Linked DNA regions of Mus musculus: region 2 is linked to region 1. A link is a contact called in public Hi-C data. All regions are on one chromosome and are shown on one strand. Each heading gives the region's core, a stretch centred on a gene start, on an enhancer-like site or on the middle of the called end of the contact. The rest is flanking DNA. Distances are from core to core; before and after follow the strand shown.

Evidence for each region. Hi-C and Micro-C count contacts between places; a contact is called where the count stands out from the background.
Region 2: a contact with region 1 is called in a Hi-C map of uterus, with 4 times the contacts expected there. The contact joins two enhancer-like sites. A contact is called at or near these places in 6 of 484 Hi-C or Micro-C datasets (myocytes and uterus).

What each region holds. Positions count from the first base shown.
Region 1 is chr12:79,522,584-79,528,003 of GRCm38.p6, forward strand. The region is part of intron 7 of Rad51b (RAD51 paralog B); the gene reads left to right. Among named protein-coding and RNA genes, the nearest start is that of Rad51b, 230 kb to the left of the region's middle. Within about 2 kb of position 2,313, at least 18 of the 459 cell types and tissues checked have an H3K27ac peak or open chromatin away from gene starts, as enhancers often do. A contact at or near this core is called in uterus, where this site is marked.
Region 2 is chr12:79,856,862-79,862,410 of GRCm38.p6, forward strand. It overlaps Gm36132 (a long non-coding RNA gene), which reads right to left. Exons shown (of 4, transcript XR_381728.4): 4 at 1,982-3,773. Among named protein-coding and RNA genes, the nearest start is that of Gm36132, 7.9 kb to the right of the region's middle. Within about 2 kb of position 2,925, at least 105 of the 459 cell types and tissues checked have an H3K27ac peak or open chromatin away from gene starts, as enhancers often do. A contact at or near this core is called in uterus, where this site is marked.

The DNA of each region.
Region 1 (5,420 bases), core at 1,063-3,562:
GAACAAGATGCATGGGAGAGTCCTTTTCCTGTCATGTGCTGCTTAAAAGAGGGACATGGAGTGTTGAAGTGCAGTGAACAGTTAAGCAGACTTTCACATTAAGCCCTTAACAAGCTCTGTACTCCCAGCACTGCTCTGTTGTGGAGAGAGAGAATGCTGGTCAATTGATTTGTTTGCTTCTACACAATTTCCTGTCTCATCACATTTTTTGTGAACCACATGTTTGAGACCGATGCTGCTGATGGAGCCCTTACAGAGTATAAGAAAGAGGTTCACCTCCACCAGGAAAACCTTGTGCATTTCAATTTTTTTTTTAAATTCCAGATCATTTTACTGGTAGTTCTCTCTGCTTTTGTGTGGAAAGTTGCACGGCCTTTAGGAAGAGCCTTCTTTCAAGTAGGAGAGCCTTGAAGACACTGTCTCCAGCGTATATGATGCCCATGGTAGCTTATGTGGCCCTGCTTGGGTTTTAGCATTTGTCAGTTAAGATGCACATGCAGTGCTCTCAGAGGCTTGAGTATTTTTCTTTTTTTTCTTTTTTTTTTTTTTGAGTATTTTTCTTAATGGAGGCTCTATGGTAAATCATAGTTAATTTTCATTCTAATAGGTCGTTATCTACTATGTGAAGTTTATTCATGAAGTATTTGGGGAAGCATGTGTTCAAGCTACAATGAATTATAAAATTTCCTTATTGATAATAGTGCATGCCCCCAAGTTTCTAGACAGTTTCAAAAATAGAAACTTTGGTAACATTTTTTTTTCCTTCAGAAGTGTTTTGTAGCTCTTTTTGTGTGTGTGTGTGAAAGTTTAAACCCTCAGCAGTAAGAGTTCCCAAGCTGACTTCATAACCTCTCTTCAATTCAAAGGGGTATTAGAGTCTGAGGAAGACTTACTTTGGGTACTGCTGTTGGGATGGTGGGGAACAACAGAACCATCAGCAGCTAAAAATGAAATATACAAGTATTTAGAACCCGTTCTAGGCTAGCACTCCATACATGGCTGTGCTGAACCTCCGAACATGGCCCGAAGGATTGGTTACCTGGAATTCAGAGAACTAGAAAACCTACTTTTCTTCTGAATTTCGTTTTTTTAAAACCATATTTATAAACAATTACTACATGTTAGTCCTTCATCTTCTTTGATGTCTTGATTATTTTAACAAATTTTTACACAATAAGTGGCATTGTGAAAAAATGAAAATCCTACATAGAAGTCTAATAGTAACAGTTACTGAGCTAGGTAATCTGAGGGTTTCAGAACTGAAGGAAGGCTCAGATACCTTTCAGACCACATTTGTAATTTGATAGATGAAAAGGCTGCTGTTCTAAAGTGTCTCAGCCTCGCCCAGAAGAACTAACAAGTGCAGAATTAAGAAAAGGCTGTCTGCATACTTCTACCATGGAAATGCTGGGGCCCAGAAACATTTTGAATTTTAGACTTCTTTGGATTGTGGAATATTTGCATCTATGGGTTTATATAGCATGGGAATGGGAAGCAAATCTAAATGTGCAACTTACTGTGTTCCATGCGTATCTCCTTCACGTGGCCTGGACATAATTTCATATCATACCTGTAGCATGCCTGCCAGCCTGTCACATGAGGTCAGGTGTAACATTTTCCATTTGTGGTCTCATCCTGGCCGTCAAAGGGTCTCAGGTTTTGGATTTTAGCATTATGGAAGCTGACCCTATAGATTTTAGTTCCAATTTCTGTTGTATTTTAGAAATAGCACTTTACAGATCCTCCATATCCTAAAAGTAATGATGTTGGTAACCATTAATTTTAAAATATGACAAGCCTATTAGTTTTGTTGTTTTTTTTTTTAAAGAAAAAAATGTTAATTTATGTTTGGTTTTTCAGAAAACCACAGTACCCCTTTCCAGATTGGAGAGAATTTCCTGGAGAAGGCTCCCTTTGATATACTGTTGACCATTTGTTTGAGGCTACAATGGGCTGTGATTTCTCAGTGATGGTCCTGGAAGACGGTGCTCAACCTGAGACCATAGAAGAAAAATTGTTCTGCTTCTGGCATATTCCATGAGATGACTAATAGATAGCTTTCAGGGAGACTAGTTCATGACAGACTTCCCACCACACCCTTTGCACAGCGTCCCCCCACCCCCCTCCTACTCAATCCCAACGTGCCTTGACTAAACTCAGTGAACAAGACCATTGTACGACTCGGAAGGAAAATGTCTAAAGTATAGAAAGTTCTAATGACTTGGTAGATGCCGTAAGGACTTTCTGAGCTGGAAGCTGAATCACTTGTGCCTCTGGCTTTATGGAGTATGCCCAGGTGGTGTAATTCTTCAGTGTAACACTGAGGTAATTTTTGCATCAGTCAAGGAAATGGTTTAAGTTTCAAGCGTATGAAAGGGCAAGCTATAATTGTTCAATTCCAGTGAAGCACGGGTGTGTTTCATTTTCTCCCTTTATTTCTTGCTGTCTTCTTTAGGTAAGACAAGCCAAGGAAGGAGTGTGCTCATATGAATCTGCAAGTGAGCTTTAAAGTCAGTGAATGCGTTTGAACGCCTGCATGTTATATAACACGCTTCTCTTGTAAATGTTGGACACTCCTTAGAGCGTGTCTCTCTCACTTAGAGAAGAGAGTTGCTTTCACATAGTGACAGACGGTGTGTAATGATGATACAGTGGAGAGAAGCAGAAAGTAAGGATTTATTTTTGCCCTCATTGTTGATTTTCATGTGATATGAGTTGAATAATTTACTTCATCTCCTGTATCTGCTGAGGTGAGTGGTAATATTTTCAGTGGCCACACAGAGGTGCTGGGAGAATGAAAAATAAATTTTCCCAAAACTCATTATGTTGCCTGGAAGATAGACGTATTTAACAAGCAGTCGATTTCATTTCCCATCTTGTTTTATAGCAGTCACCTATCACGTAATCAGAAGAGCCTTCACATTCGTGATCATTTTTCACAATGTCATGTGTAGAGGTTAGAATAATTGCTTGTGTCTTCAAATATGGAAACTAAAGCTCCCAGAATATTTGCTCGATTTGCGTTTGAACACCCCAGTTGCTGCAGTTAGATGGCCTCATATTGACTGTGAGTTGGGAGCTGTTGAAACCAGCTTTAATGTATGGACAGCCACTTCCTCTGTCATATGCACTTTGTCTATGCTTGACATTTTACATGTAAATATTTACTTTTTTTTTTAAAAAGCAGTTCCCGTTTTCATTATGAATTTTGTTTAAAAATTGCTGAGCTCACTAATCTCCTTACTTTTTAAAATTCAGCAAGAAGTTTGATAAAAGTTTATAAGCATGGAGCCAGAACACAAGTTTTAATTTTTTTTATTCAGTGTTCCTAGTTTCCAGTGCTATGACATGGCTGCTCTTTAGCACTTTTGACCCCAGACGTCGTGTTAGGAATTGCTTTTGTTTTTTCCTCACTCTTGCTCCCGCTTATCACCCTGTCATGTGGTTGTTGACTTTAGATTTTCATTTTCCTATCTGGAAATTATAAGCAGTTATTTATTAACCCGATTACTTTATGCTTCAATGGACTTGTCAGTGGGTGGCCTTGTGAATTATTTCAGCTTTTAGAGATACAGATCAACCGCGCCACCCTATACACACAACACAAAGCTGCCGACTCCGCTATTGTAGGACTTGTCATTGAGTGGCATTTGAAACTTGTAAGAGCACTCCCTCTGCTTTTTTTTTTTTTTTTTTTTTGCCTTTTTTTTTTGAATAATACTTAACATGGGTTTTATTTTCTTAGTAGACTTGAATAGTTGAAACTTGTCATTTCATAAGCTCTTGGATAGCACAAATGTTGAACAGGAATTACAGCATTCTTGGTGCGATTTAGTTCTAGTCATCAAAAGCAATCAATTTTACAGTAGAATTGTAAAACTTCAGAGCTAGGTGTAACTAATAACCAGGTATAGGCCTCTCAGTTTATTTAAGAAAAATCTGAAGATCAAAAAGACTAGGTAATTTGTTACTGCTCCATTCTTTAGGACTGGTGAAGTTGGGACTTGAACCCGGGATTCTTCACTTGTAGCTCAGAGTTCTTAATTAGGCTACATCTCCCATGCCTCTGAATCTTTGGCTCCACTTTTGAACAGCAGATGATGTCTCTACTTTGTACAACTTAGAAATATGATTGTTTTTGCTATTCCTTGCCAAGCTATATTGGAGCCTGAGTCAAAATGAAAGGCTAGCTATATTGACTTTGTCTTTATCATGGACTTTTAGCATTTTTAAATTGTATTAAATAATTATCTTAATCAGTAAATCCTTCACTCACGTCCTAGTTCTATTACTTTACTTTAATTTACCAACTATAAACCCCTCTTTTCAGCCTTCTGAAATAAATATGGCCATTTGGGGGATATTTTCTAGTTAATTAGGAAGTTGAAGCCAGTTGGGAGTTCTGTTATTCTCTTTCACTGTATGGTGCTTTGAGCCCTTATATAATGTGTGTGTGTGTGTGTGTGTGTGTGTGATTTATATGGATTAGCAATTGAAGAATGTTCTTTATAGCCCTATTGCTTTCATTGCTGTGCTTGGTTCTCTCAACAAATGTTTGACATAGGTATTGGGTACATTTTTCCCCCCTAAATAATCAAGTCTAAATCTCACAGACTTAAAGTGAAAGAATTAAGTCACTGATCACTGCTGATGTGTCTGGGGACAGACCTGACTTGCAACATTAGCATCATTTCTTCAGGTTCTACTTCTTTTCCTACCTTGAAGCGCCAAGCTTAAAACTCTCCTATACCAGCTGGGCAGGAGGAGATCCTCCCCTGAGTGCTCCAGCATGAGGTTGCAGAGTTGAGTAACCGACCCTCTGTAACTCCAATGCCATCCCTGAGCCAGACTGTGAGGCTGCAAGATGCACTTACATCACTGTTCAAATATGCTGCCTGTGCTCTAGCTTGGGGCAGAGTCTTAAGACCAGAACAGAGGAGATGTAACTCTTCTAAAGGAAGAAAGGATACCAGAAGCCCCTTCCAAAGGAAGTCCTAAAGCTGGTCCTGGTGGTCCTGGTCTGTAATCGTAGATATTGGGGAGGCTGAGCTAGAAGTATATCTTTGTTTAAATCCAACCTGGGCTACAGAGTCCAAGGCCAGTCTGGACAACTTAAAGAGGCTGTACCTCAAAGTGAAAATTTAAAAAGAAGGATAGAGCGTAGACAGCTTTGCCTGGTGTAATGGCTGGTTTTAATTATCACCTTGGCACAGGTAAAATTCCCTGGGAAAGACTCTCCATCAGGTTGGCCTGTGGACATCTCCTTGGGGGGCTTGTCTTGATTACATTAGTTCATGAGGGAACCCCAAATTAAAAGTAGGTGGTACCATAACCTGGGGTTTGGTGTTTAATTCTATAGAGAAAGTAAAGCTGAGAAATAAACCTGTATGCATTCATTTCTCTTTGCTGTTAACTGTGGA
Region 2 (5,549 bases), core at 1,675-4,174, 330 kb after region 1:
TGTCTCCACTTTGCAGCCTTGAGATTTGACCCAAGTCAGCATAAACACATGCCCAGATAGACATATGTCCCATCAAGGAGAAAGTCCTCATGGTTTGGGCCAGGAGTGCAGCCAGTATGGCACAGGGACCCCTCAGGTAGCTCAACGCCAGGCTGCTCAGGACAGCGGTCCTTTCTGAAGTGTACTGGCAGAATCAAGAACTTTCACCACCAGGCATGGTTTTCAAAGCAAAGACCTGCTGACTACCCTTCCACTGAGCCAGGAAGAGAAGGTACGTTAGGGCAGAAAAAGATAAGGATGAAGAGTGGGAGATAAAGGAATAGCAAGATGGCTCAGTCAATAAAGCCTAAAGACCCAAATTCCCAGACCCACATGGTTGGAAGAGAGAATAGTCTATAGCACATACATTTGAACATGTACATGTATGTACACATATACTCACAGGAGCAACACACACACGTAATAAAAAAAAAACACTTAAAAAGAAAAAGAGAAGAATCAAACCTTTCCCCAGTTGTGAGACAGGAAGCCTTTAAGGAGCCCATTCTGTTTCAGACTGGTTTGTGCACCCACCTAACGGGGCAGTTCAGACTCATTTTTTTTTCCCCTGAAAGCTCAGCTATGTTTTGAAACAGTCTTCGGGGGTAAATAGTGATAAGGGAACATGGAGGAGCTGGGGTTTGGACAGCCACCTTCTGTGACTGAAGGGTACTATGCTCCCCCCCCCCCCGACCCCCAAGCTTAATGCAGTATTTTTTTCTGCGTGTGCTGGGAGCCCAGGAGGGTTTTTTTCCAGGCCACGGAGGCAATAGTGATAGACATAGGAGCTCCAGTGAATTCTTAGGCTGTCAGAGCCGCCTGTATCCAATGCAAATTCAGAAACATAGTCCAAAACCACATGTAAAACTCTCAGGGCTGTAGGATATTACATTGTAAACTATTAGATTACTGGCTATTAGATTATGTGCTGGAGCGGATAACTGAGAGTCAACCATGTTTGTGCATACACTGTAGGCACGCCCTGCTTCAGGCTTTTAAGCCTGCAACTAGTTCATGATCGTGCCTGGTGTGTTTATCCTAACTATTCAGGGCTGTTATTAAACATGAAACTCCATCAAATGCAAGGCAGACAAAGCCAAATGGCCCCACTTGAGAAAAACAAGATGTGATCTCAAGTGTTTTTTCAGCCTCTCTTTGTGCCCAGAAACTCTTCCCGACGACAGGAACTGTCTCTGCTTTGAAATCATGGTTTGAGGGCGAAGAATGCAGCTTGTGGTAGAACATTTGCCTAATGTGATCAAGGTCCCGAGTTCAATTCCCAATACCATTACCGCACAGAGAGGGAGGGAAGGGAGGAGGGAGACAGAGAGACAGAGAAAGAAGTCATTCCTTCAGCAAATATACAGAAAGGACCTGCTAGATCTCTAGTCGATCACTCAGATCTGCATAAACAGAATAAAGAAAGTTCACAGGCAAACCGTCATCTGTGTTAAGGAAGAAAGGACAGAGAAACTTGGCCTCGTTCACATGAACTTTAGTTTATCTAGAAATAGATATGAGACAAATACACAGATAAGTATGTGCCTGTGCATTGTCCTCAAGACTATGAAAGCAACGTGTGCGACCTGTAAAGGTCACCTGCTCAGAGGGGATTTCCACCGAGCCCTTGCCGGGATGTGCGGTTTGATCGGCTTTACTGACCTGGAGTCAAGGTTCGAGGACATTGAGAGCTCTGAGGAGGACATTGGAAAGAGAAGGGCCAGAAGCACAGTGGGGACAGCAGCCCTCCACCTGGATGAGATCGTTCAGGATGGTGAGCGAGAGCCAGGCTGAGACAGAGGTAACTTCAGATGTTTAAGACAATTCCCTTTGGAGGGAAGACACTTCACACTGGGGCTGGCACCCTAGCCCTTCCTGCTTCATTGTACTATTTCACGGTGGCTCTGTTCAGACTGGCTCCTTTGGCATCAGAAGGCCCTCCTTGACAGTGACTGTTAGCTGATATTTATTGAACATTTGGTATACACAGATCCCAGACAGGCACTTCACATGGGCTAACCTCATGTGGACCTCACACACCCTCTGAGGTTGGGTCAGCAACCGCTCTCACTGTGAGTGACGTCCTGTGAATCAGCTGATCGATTAAACAAGGCCCTCCGGGTCCACAAGGAGCAGAAGGGGGATGATCCAGAGACTCTCCACATTTGGGTTTGCTGTTTTGAATGCACAAAATGGAATCCTTATTCTGGTTCTTGGAGGTGGGTCTTAGCCTCACTCATTGAAGTTCTGTTCTGAAGTTGGGCAGCCTAGGTCGAGCATGTGGTTATTAATTTCAAACAAGAAGGGGCTTATGTGTGTGTGTGTGTGTGTGTGTGTGTGTGTGTGTGTGTGTGTGTGTGTGTGTGTGTGGAGGGGTCAGTTCCTGCCCATTGAGAGCAAACAAAATAAAAAAGCAAATCCCAAACTTCCAGGGTAGAGTTGAAGTCTCTTCAGACCAAACCTCTCAGGACAGTCTCGAGCGGACAGCAGAAGAGTATAAACAACTCCTCTAGCACTTCTGAGACCTGTCGATTCTTCTCTCTCTGAAGCAGAGCCTTTGTGAAGTTCTATAATCCTCCTTGTAGCTCTGAGACCTGGCCACCCCGCTGGAAAGCAACCCAGAGCCATGTGATTTGCAGCATGTACCGGCTCGAATATGGAAGACAGTAATTACCTCCAATTCCAGTTAGGAAAGCTGAACCCTGCCTTTTTCGTGCCTCAAACAATTATTGAAGTGCCTTTTGAAGCACTGGACAGAAGAGAAAGGCAAAACAAACCAGAGCCAATTAGAGCCTGGGATTTGAGGGTGGCTTAGAGTGGTGCGGCGGGACTTGGGAGGAACTGTGGGAGAGGGTCAGAGGTTACCTCAAAGCTCCAGCTGCCAGGCAGCTTTGCCTGTGCCAAAAGAGCCATTACTCTGCCTCTAGAATCAAGGCCCTCGCCCTGCCTGGGGAATGCTTTGCAGGAACAGCCTCTGCATGGCTGTTGAAGAAGGCTCCCTGATTAGATAAGGCCTGGAATGTGTTTGATGTTGTGCAAAACAGCCTCTGACAGCTTTCCTAACCCCACGTCCAAGGCTTTTCCTCAGCAGAGACTCCTGTGTAAGGACCTAGCTCACAGAGAGCTCTCCTGCAGGGAAGCACCTTAGAGAAGTCTATGAATGTGTGTGCCACTGAGAAGCAAGATCTGTGGACTCTGGAACTCTTCTGGCTGTTTGGAGGCAGCCTGAGTAACCGTTGCTGCCAGTGGAAACCAGGACAGTGTCGTGTTTCTCCCCCCCCCCCCCACACCCCCATGAAGGTTGCAAGTGGCCTTGGGCTGGTGAGGGATCCGGGGGAAGTACTTCTTTATGGATCTCAAGGACAGTCCCATTCAAAGCTGTGACAGTGCAGGCCAGTGAGTCTGAGCACAGAGAGTTGGGAGCCAGGTTAGAGAGGTCTTGGGCAGGATCTGGGAAGCATTTTGAGTTAATAAATTAAGGATTGCCAAGGCAAGGTGGCGCCATCCAGGAAGTTCCAGTTTGAGTTTGGGTTAGGATCTGGGCAAACTGTAAGCACCAAACAGCCCAGAGAAAAACCACTTTGCTGAATGTCCCTACTTCAGCCCGTGCAGACAGGCTTTATCTTGTCCTTGACATGAGTGCCAGGCTCTCCATTTGCCTGTCACCTACCCATTTACTGTGCCTCCATGTCTTCCCTCTCCTGTAAGAAATGGTCCTTGAAGGAATTCTATTCCTGTAGAAAGAACAAGGTGACACATTGCTTTAAAAAAATGCATTTACTTGGGTGACATAAACGCAACATTCTGGTGGTCTGTAAAGCTGGCTTTGCCCAGTGTGGTGGCAAATACTTTTTATCTCAGTGCTGTGAGTTCAAGGCCAGTCTGGTCTATGAAGTAGGTTGTGGGCCAGCCAAGACTATATAGTGAGCCCCTGTCTCAGAACTAAGTGAAAGAAAACAAATAAAAACAACAAAATAGGCTTGTTGTGTGGTTGAGAGAGGAGGTTCACGCTGCGCCTCCTTTTTGGATAAGAATGGCAGCTAAGATATTCATGCTTTCCTATTCTTGGTTTGTCCCCTGGTGCACCCTCTGCTCCCTCCTATATGGGGATTGCAGTCATTAGCCTTGTTGCAGATGGGAGGGGGACAGAGAGAGGTCAGTAACCTGGCCAAGGACACATGGAGAGAGGGGTCCACAGAGAACAGCTGCCATGAGCCGGAAGGGACTTAGACATACCAAGGTTCAAAAATATGCTTTGGTTTTAAAATTAAACCCTTTAAGGCTCCCACAGAGCAACGCTGAGAGATGACCAAAGCAGAGTAGAAAGAAAAATACATGGACCCCCATAAACCCTGAGTGAGATGAAGCAAGGGGGCTTCTCACTCCTCACAGGGCTGTGTCAAGATGAAGGGAGAGGACTGAGAGGATTGCTCTGGGTTGTGGATGAAGGGGCCCACAGGCTTTAAATAGAATTCCTAAGTGACCCAAGACACACAGTTTAGGGAATGTTCTAGATTTTAGAACTGCTTTAACTGTGGAGGACGATCATCTTTTCATCTGTTTCATGCAGCCATGGCTCAGGAGGAGCCCAGGTTCTGTCAGCCAGGTCACACATAAGGCCCTCCTGAACTAGGTTCTAATGAGGACCAGACATATTGCAGCTCTAGTCTTGGGGTGTTTCCAGTATTTCAAGATACAAGTGCAAAGACCAGGGCTGTCTCCTGCAGGGCAGTGTGCACCTACAAGAGCATGAGGCCCTGGGTTTGGTCCTCACCACACAAAGTAAAAAGATGAAGATGACAAAGACGACAGCAATGGCTACACAGGAGGGAAGAGTGTCCATAGCTCTTTGGGACAAATCATGTGCCAGGTGTGGCACACACCCATAATACCAGCACTTGGATACTGAGGCAGGAAGATTATGAGTTGCCCACTGTGGTGGTTTGTATATTCTTGGACCAGGGAGTGGCACCATCTGGAGGTGTAGCCTGGTTGGAATAGGTGTGTCACTCTGGGTGTGGGCTTAAGACTCTCACCCCAGTTGCCTGGAAGTCAGTCTTCCACTAGTAGCCTTTGGATGAAGATGTAGAACTCTCAACTCTGCCTGTTGCCATGCCTGCCTGGATACTGCCATGCTCCCACCTTGATGATAATGGACTGAACCTCTGTATCTGTAAGCCAGCCCCAATTAAATGTTGTTTTGTATAAGACTTGCCTTGGTCATGGTATTTGTTCACACCAGTAAAACCCTAACTAAGACACCCACAGTGAGACACTCTGAAACAAACTTCCCTGGTGTTTTCTCTGAAGCAGGTTCCCAATATGCCTGGCAGAGGTCACCCCTTATTTAGCCTATTCTCTACTAGACCAAGAGTACCATAAAAGGGGTGTGGTGGTTTGAATAAGCTTGGCCCATGGGAAGTAGCACTATTAGGAGGTATTGCCTTGTTGGAGGAGGTGTGGTCTTGTTGGAAGAAGTATGTCACAATGGAGGTGGGGCTGTGAGGTCT